Regions from separate parts of the Drosophila melanogaster genome. Here regions 1 and 3 are each linked to region 2. Evidence: chromatin contacts called from public targeted proximity ligation data. All regions are on one chromosome and are shown on one strand. The core of a region is the stretch at or near the end of the contact, and the rest is flanking DNA. Distances in the headings are between cores, read along the strand shown.

Evidence for each region.
Region 1: a targeted proximity ligation map of the S2 cell line shows a contact between it and region 2, with 4 times the contacts expected there. A contact is called at or near these places in 4 of 107 Hi-C or Micro-C datasets (the Kc167 cell line, the OSC cell line and the S2 cell line) and 1 of 7 datasets of targeted methods (the S2 cell line).
Region 3: a targeted proximity ligation map of the S2 cell line shows a contact between it and region 2, with 5 times the contacts expected there. A contact is called at or near these places in 8 of 107 Hi-C or Micro-C datasets (the Kc167 cell line, the OSC cell line, the S2 cell line and 2 more) and 3 of 7 datasets of targeted methods (the Kc167 cell line and the S2 cell line).

What each region holds. Positions count from the first base shown.
Region 1 is chr3R:3,845,437-3,848,136 of dm6, reverse strand. It overlaps CG41099, which reads right to left and starts at 1,408. Exons shown (of 7, transcript NM_001110981.2): 1 at 1,243-1,408. The coding sequence starts at 1,246.
Region 2 is chr3R:3,733,600-3,736,299 of dm6, reverse strand. It overlaps Tim17b (Translocase of the inner mitochondrial membrane 17b), which reads right to left and starts at 1,445. Exons shown (of 3, transcript NM_001015401.3): 1 at 1,134-1,445; 2 at 854-1,031. The coding sequence starts at 1,277.
Region 3 is chr3R:3,621,842-3,624,541 of dm6, reverse strand. Alg-2 (Apoptosis-linked gene-2) reads right to left here and starts at 1,399. Exons shown (of 3, transcript NM_001110989.3): 1 at 1,267-1,399; 2 at 837-1,212. The coding sequence starts at 1,325.

The DNA.
Region 1 (2,700 bases), core at 159-2,658, 110 kb before region 2:
TTACGCGTTTTTCTTTTCGTTTCGTTTATTTTCAATTATATTTTCATTTTCTCCATTATTTTAGCTTAACAGCATTAAACAGGTACATATGTAAATAGATGCTTATATTTATTATGTATTTTTATATTTATATTTTTATGTTGTTATTATTAATTATCATTGTCATGCAGATGTTTATTTATACCCTGGTATACCCTGGTAATATATTAACACGGCTACTGATACTGAAATTTGTACACTTGTGATTAAATAAAAAAAATGAAATATTTATTAAACCGGGATTTTGTTATATTTTTTGGGAACACTTCCCTTTCTTTGAAAGAAATATTATATCTACATAGATAATATATGGAATACATCTAGAAGACTGGGAAGAATACATCTAGAAGAAGGGATTGCTTACTGAAGCATTTCTGGGAATTAGTTAGTTAGAGTAGATTAGAGTCTCCATGTCCGTCAAAAAAGGTATGAAGGTAGAAATTGTAGGCCTTTTTAATTGATAAGTGAATGGATTACGCTTTCAAAAAGGTATTTTAGTTCCATTTAAACTCTAATATGTATAGGGAGTATGCTTAAACGACAACTAAGTCTTCGCACTATCTAACATCCATGTGGCATCCACCTCCATTTGCCAAAAATATTTTGACGTGCACCAATGTTTATACTAACGATGTCATTATTATAACTTCTAATATCAAACCAAAAACCTTTAAACAAGGTGAGATGAAAGTGTGCACTTTTTGTAAGCTTCCAGATAAAGTAGTAACTATTTCTATGACAAACTTTCTATTGTAATCGATGAGCATTTCATTTGGCTCTTAAAAAGGCACCTACACAGTTGAACACGTGAAATACGGACATATAATAGACCATGGTCAATATATGAGACCATATCTCAACAACAAGGCCTGCAGTTTATTATCTTTTCGGCAATAAATTTACGTAGAGATCATGCGAGAAAAAATCGGTGAGCGTCGGCCATTTAGCTGACTTCGGCTCATCCAAACTCATTATCCGCTCAGGGATGAGCGGACATTATGAAAATGAATCATATAATTGGTAGGCAAAGAGTCGTACTGAATTATTAGTTTTTATTTAAAGATTAAAGGACACGCTTCTCCCAAATACATCGCTCGTATGTGAATGCATATGCTGTCTAGGATGGAAGGCAAATAAAAATATATGTACATATGTATTTTCGCAACAATTGTGGCCGAACAGATACCTGTTTTCATAACATACCCATCAGATATGTGGGCACAAATTATTATAAAATACGAGTTTCTTCACGAAATGCACCCGCTGCTCTTAGTATTGATTTAATCGCAGCTGTATGTTCGGTCTTGAGTTGGTTCCGAATGTAGTGTGGTATAGCTCACTGTTATAAGACCCGATAATTACAACTGTTAGTATCAGCCCTGTCCATACTATGAATTTATCCAGTCCAAAGCGTTCTGACACAAATCATTTTTTTTTTTGAACGTACTACCGTCCTCGAAATCTAAGATATGTAACGTTTAACGAAATAGATTGATGATGGAAGGCAAGCGCACCTGTATTGGCGGGTGCACGCTTTAAAATCCGGCATATTTCCCATATTTCAGTTTTTTTCAGTGTTGTTCTTTTTCACTATATTCTTGTTTCATAAATTATTATTTTTTCAAATCAGTATCCTTCATCAAAAAAATATAAAAACGTAAGACAGTCGGTCTCGAGTAAATTCGGTTAGATTTTACTTAATATTTTATTGTTAACTTCCGCAATGTTATTTAAGTCCAATAAATTGTTCATTAGAATTTTTTAAATCATATGGAAACCCAAGTTCTAAAATAAATTTAAAATATTAAACGTGTTTAACTGTAACTGTAACTGAATTCAAATTATGTATACTTGCTGCACACAGGCAAAGAGTGATCGCCGATTAGTAGCGAAAACACTCAAAAAGGAATTAACCGTTGCTCGCAGGCAACTTGAGTGTTTGAGTACACAAGTTTCTTATATACATACATCGTTGTTCATTATACATATATGTTCATTATATATTCAACATAAAAAAATTGTAATTTACTTTTGTTTATTAAGCTTCCATGATATTCCCCGGTGTATAATTGGAAAATAAATTTTTTTTGCTTAACTTCTCTTCGTAATTTCCCTCAGTGTGTTGTGTGTGTTATATCCAATTTACATCTTATATGTTAATAAAATTCACTCAAATTTTTAATCCTCGGCAAACGATCGATTTCCCGGCGCATATGAGCTGAAATAAAAGCGTGGCATTTTACACGAATACTTTGAAAATGTACGAACACACAGATACTCTTACTCCAATTTCGAATCAAACGACTTTAAACAGACTTTTTATTTCAAATTTAACGCGAAAATTTAGACGCGCACTCTCTGAAAATGTATCCATCTTGGAAAAAATATTAGATTAGGTTAGCTTATAAAAAATATTTAATAATTAAAAAAATTCAATTTATATAAAATTAAATAAAAACACAAAAGTGATGTAAACTATTGCTTCTTCTTGGGTACATATTTTTATAACTTGTTGTAAAGCCTTATAAAATTTAATTTAAAAATAACTTCATATTCTCATTTTACAAGAAAACGAACTTTTCACAACTTGACTCCACGACGATTTGATTAGAAAAGAAATAAAACGGAAACTCTAGCCGGGTCTAGGCCATCAGAGGAAAT
Region 2 (2,700 bases), core at 196-2,695:
AAGTTTTAGTAGTGTAAGTTAGATTAGGGCGACGGTGGGAGCATTATAAAGCTCTCTCTCGCTCTTTGCCAATTCGCCCCGCCTCGCCTATGAAAGTGTGAAATAGAAGTTACACTAGTGGGCATAAGTATTTAGAGAATGTTCAACAAACTCCCCGATCGGTTGCCAAAGAACTAAAAGGAGCATAGCTAAAATGTGATAGACGCTGAGGGAGGGTATATTTTTTTTTATCAATTTGTTATAATTTTTTAGTTGACTTTTTTCTTTTCAATTTATAACATTAAAAAAAAAATTGTCTAAATACTTATGACACTGCTAATGTGTAAAAAAAATTTGTTAAATCAACAATGAAGTTATCCATATGTTTATGTTACCTAATTTAACTACGATAGTCTACCTATTTACTAAAATTATTAAACAATTTTCCTTTAAGTAAACAATGAGTTACAAACAAATATATTGATATATTTCTTGCCTAAGTTTTTATGCCCACTAGTGTATGTTGAAGATTGAAATGGTCAAGCGCAAACGCATTTTTTTTCGTCTCTCGTCGGTCGCCGCCTAATAATTTAATTAATTCTTGAAGATGTCAATTATCTTTTTAATCAACTTATTAAAATATTCATTTGGATAACCTCCTGTAACGACAATCTAGACAAATTACGAGCAACTTTGTCAAAAAAATGCATGTAACTTATATTTTTTATGTAAACTAAGTTCTTGATAGTTCACTCTCTTATTCTTCCGATTACGGAAAACATTTAGAATATAAAAATATTGTTGAACATTCATTCTGAATTTGATTTTCCAGGCTTTTGAATATGAACTTTTTTTGTAAATTTACAAGACGTACCATTTCGAGCGGCTAATATTCCTCCAGTTGCAGCGCCACTTATAATCGAATTCCACGGATCTTCTTTTTTTCGAAAGTGGACAAGGGTACAATCAATGGTACTGAACATACCACCCCAGACAGCAAAATTGCCTGCTATAACGGGTGACCGTGTTTTTATAGCAATTATGCTTCCCACCTAAAGAACAATTTTTTAAATTTATTAAATACTGTTAATGAATTTAAGAACGCTACAGTCTTTAATTATATACTATTACACAATATATAGTAAAATTCTTACCAATCTTCTATTTAAGCCAGAAGGTGCATTTCGAAATCCTTTTATTGCTTGAAATACTCCGCCCCCTATGCAACCCATCGCAAATGCGCCACCACAATCATCAACTATTCTGTAAGGGCAAGGTTCCCGAGCGTATTCCTCCATATTAAATTACGTTGAAATAAGTCCAATAGAAGCTATGTGCATTATATTCACGTGTATTTAATTACATTTTCTTTTTTGCTTTGAATTGAAATGATTAAAATCGTACGCAGGGTTAAAACATAATTGAATTTGATTCATGAGTTAATATCGCAGCAGCGACTTAATGTTATGTTTGAAACGATATAAAATGAAACAGCAAATTCAGCTCTTAGTGGTCCTTAATAAATATTCTTATTAGTGGCTTTCTAACATGGTGGTTAGGAGCGCAATAGAAGTGGAGCATTAAGGCGGCGGTGTGGCATAACTAAAAATAGCAGCACCGGCAATACATCAGCAATATACACTAGCCGGCATAAGTATTTTGACAAAATAAACGCTGCACATTTGTCAGTGAAACTTTTAAATGGCTTGACATGGTAGTATTGATTATGTTTTATTTATTTGTGTGTCAGTAATATAAACTTAAAAATTAACAAACGAACATTTTTTTATTGAAACTTAAAAAGTTATAAACAACTTAATGAAATGTGATTATTTTTTGTATGGCATAAGTATTTTGACAGGCCTTCAATTAAATGAAAATAAGTTTAAATTAAGCTGGATTAGCTCCTTCGCTCCAAAAAAAAATTTTGGTTTGTTAATTTTTTAGTTTATATTACTTACACACAAAATAATAAAAAATAAGAAAAAAAAAGCTATAAAAAAAGATTACACTAGACTCTTTGAAAAATATGTAACAGGCGGAAGGAAGTGTTTCCGACTATATAAAGTACATGCATATATGTAAACAATGATAGTGATGGTGACAACTCTGCAGAAACTATCGATAGGATGAGGAGAGCAGTTGGCTGGAATGATCGAAGAAGAAGTTGCTGATCATGAAGATAGAGGTGAGTCGTCACCAAGAAGTCAAGTAGAAAAAGTTGCAAAAGAAAATTCGAAAAGAACGCGCATAAGTCAAGAGTTGTGGAAAAGCGAATAAGTCGGTCGGTTTTTCACAAACGATTTGTCAAGTCGGACAGTCGTTGATAGCGGAAGTATTGTTGCGTGTTGTTTATTTTTTCAAATATTACACATTTGTCAATACTCTTAAACTTAGCTTTGAAATAATAAATAAAAATTACATTCATATTACATATATTCTTGATCAGGATCAAGAGCCTAGTCGACCTTGGCATGTCCCTTTGTCCGTAGGTTGAGATTAAGCAGACATATTGTAAAGACAAAGACGCAGCGCAAGTTTGTTGACCCATGTTGCCACGACCACTCTAAAGCCCACACAAAACTGCCACGCCCACACTTTTGAAAACTGTGTTAAGGATTGTCACATATATATTAGTCTTGTAAATTTCTATCGATTTGCCAAACAACTTTTTGCCACGCCTACAATAACGCCCTATAAGCTCAGAAACGATCAAACAAT
Region 3 (2,700 bases), core at 150-2,649, 110 kb after region 2:
TTGCCTGTTACAGACTTTTAATCTAGTATAACCTTTTGATTTGTGGGATTAAAACGTTCTAAAGAAAATATGCCCTGCGTAAGCATTGCTAGAATCACTAGTTACTCTACGAGTAACGGGTATAACAAATTAGAATGCTATGGTAAATTACCTTGCCTATCATAGCTTAAAAGATGTGTATTTAGATATTGATAGAAATAAGTAAAGTTGTGGACGCTTTAGCCGCTTTGTGGGATTGCTAGAATCACTAGTTCACAACGTTTATACTAGTGTTTCTGATCAGGGATATACACACTTTATAGGGTCGAAACCGCTTCCACTACATACTTCTCAACGAACGAACGGGTATACTACCCGTTTACGAGTAAAAGGTATAAAAAGGATGGCATAGAGGGAAATGCGCCAACAACGGGAAACGACAACAACTTATATATGAATATAATCAATAATAGGAAATATAGACATAAGCACTCTCAGCTAAACTTTACACATCCTTAGCGAGCATAACAATGGGAAAAGCATTGCTATAATATCTCCAACTTCTCCAACTTGCACACCCCCAATCGAAGTAATGGGTATCTGATGATTAGCATACCTCCCGTGCACTCCCACTACCTGAGTAACTGGTAGTAAAGAACTCGACTATAGCGTTCTGACATATTTATAAGTGGTGAGCGTTTGTTTGCAAAGACATTAGAAAAAACCCGAAACGCCATACAATTTTTTCGTGCTGGCTTCAAAGCTATCTCAAAAATTTTTTCATAAGCCAGACAGCGAAAATCTCTAGAGCCAACAGCTACCTTGTACTCATATATTGCAATAACAGTCATACTTACATACAGCACAATACAACATTGAATAAAATCATCGAAAAGAATTGTACCACGCCCAAAGCGGTCAAATTTTCGTAGTAAGACGTCGATTAGGTGGTCAGATAAACGATAACCAAATGATGTCAGTGCTGTTTTCAGCTCAGTTTTGTCAATATTTCCAGAATTGTCACGATCAAAGGATCGAAAACAATTTTGCCAATCCGTCACATACTTCCACAACGCTCCAAAATCTTTAAAGGACACAGTCCCTTTATTTTCACGATCAAACATTCCAATCATCAAACGGATAGTCTCCGGATTAAATGCAGACCAGGTACCATTCGAAAGGGCCACTTGTAGCTCATCTGCGGATATATGACCACTCCTATCTTTATCCACTCTAAAAAAAAGTCGCTTTATCGCTAGTTAGAAGTATTTATTCTGTGACTGTTACCTTTGAAAAACATCCCAAAGAAATTGCTGGTCTGGCATACCATCATGATTGTAGGCCATTGGTGGATACAATTGGTTTGTTACAGTGCAAACTTTGCAGAATAAAACTGTTATCGTTTATTTGAGGACATACAATTTTTGATTAATATCAATGTGCAATAATTTGACAATTTTAATTATACCATATTCCAACAGACCTAAATGTTTCATTATAGACTATTCGCACAGACAACAGTTGAGAGATTTAATTCTAATATATGATATAGATTATTTATATCGCCATTAGTAAGCTAGCTCAACAAGTTTTGACATAGTTTTAAGATTTAAGATATGTAATTAAAAGGAAATAGGTCTGTTAAAAAATCGCTTTTCCGTAACCAATTTTTAAAATTGACTAATGGATTAGCTAACGGAAAATCCCTCTTCTGTTTTAGGAGAGTAAATATATAGATATAGAATAAAACACCTAAACGCATATATAACGAAACTTTTTTCCCTAACCTTCAGCTATTTATATGGCACAACTAAACTGCAGATTAACCACCCACAGGTAGACCTTTAAGAATGCTACAGAAAACACTTTCGCTTCAATTTCGCTACAGCACGAAAACACTCTCTTTGACTCTTTGATCAAAGTCAAAAACACATACAAAATTTTTTTTTACAAAATTTAAAATTATTCTTTTTAAGTGATTAAAATAGCCGTATTAATAATTACATATGTAAGCATAATCATTATGGCCCAGTGCCCAATCCAATACAATTTGTGCACCTGCAGTGACACTATTTAGTAAGAATTTAGAATAATATTATATAAAAACACGAAACCAGAGTAGAATTTTTGGAGTATCAGATACCCGATACTCATCTAGGGGGAGAGAGCTGTAGAAATTTAAAAATATTTGTTTCTTTGTTAAGCTTTAATATATTAAACTATTTATTAAATTTTTAGGTGACGATTTATTTTGCCATTTCATTAGAAACTGGTAAAGCAAAAAATGAAATTTAAAATCATAGTTCAAAAAATTTTTTAAATGGAGGAATAAAAATTTTGTACGTTTGTGTCAAACCCAAACTAAGGCAGACGAAGCGTGTCAGGTAATTGAGCCAATTGGAACATTATCATCGGGGATATAACATTGTTCCAAAGTGTGGGCATGACTGGCTGGTCGACTTTTGGGCGATAGAGTGAGCGTGGCAAAAAGTTTTTTGGCAAATCGATACAAATTTACAGGATGGCATTGCCGGCCGTCCTAACACAAGTAACAGCCAACGATTACCAGCTATCTCTGGAGTACGAACATGACGTGAGTTTAAAGAACTTGGAAAAGATGGCCGAGGTCATTCCTAACGGAGGCAGAATTGGCTCTGCTCACCTTTTCTCTCTTGTGTTTCCTGTGGAGGAAACCAGGCAATATCACCGTGATCTCGCATC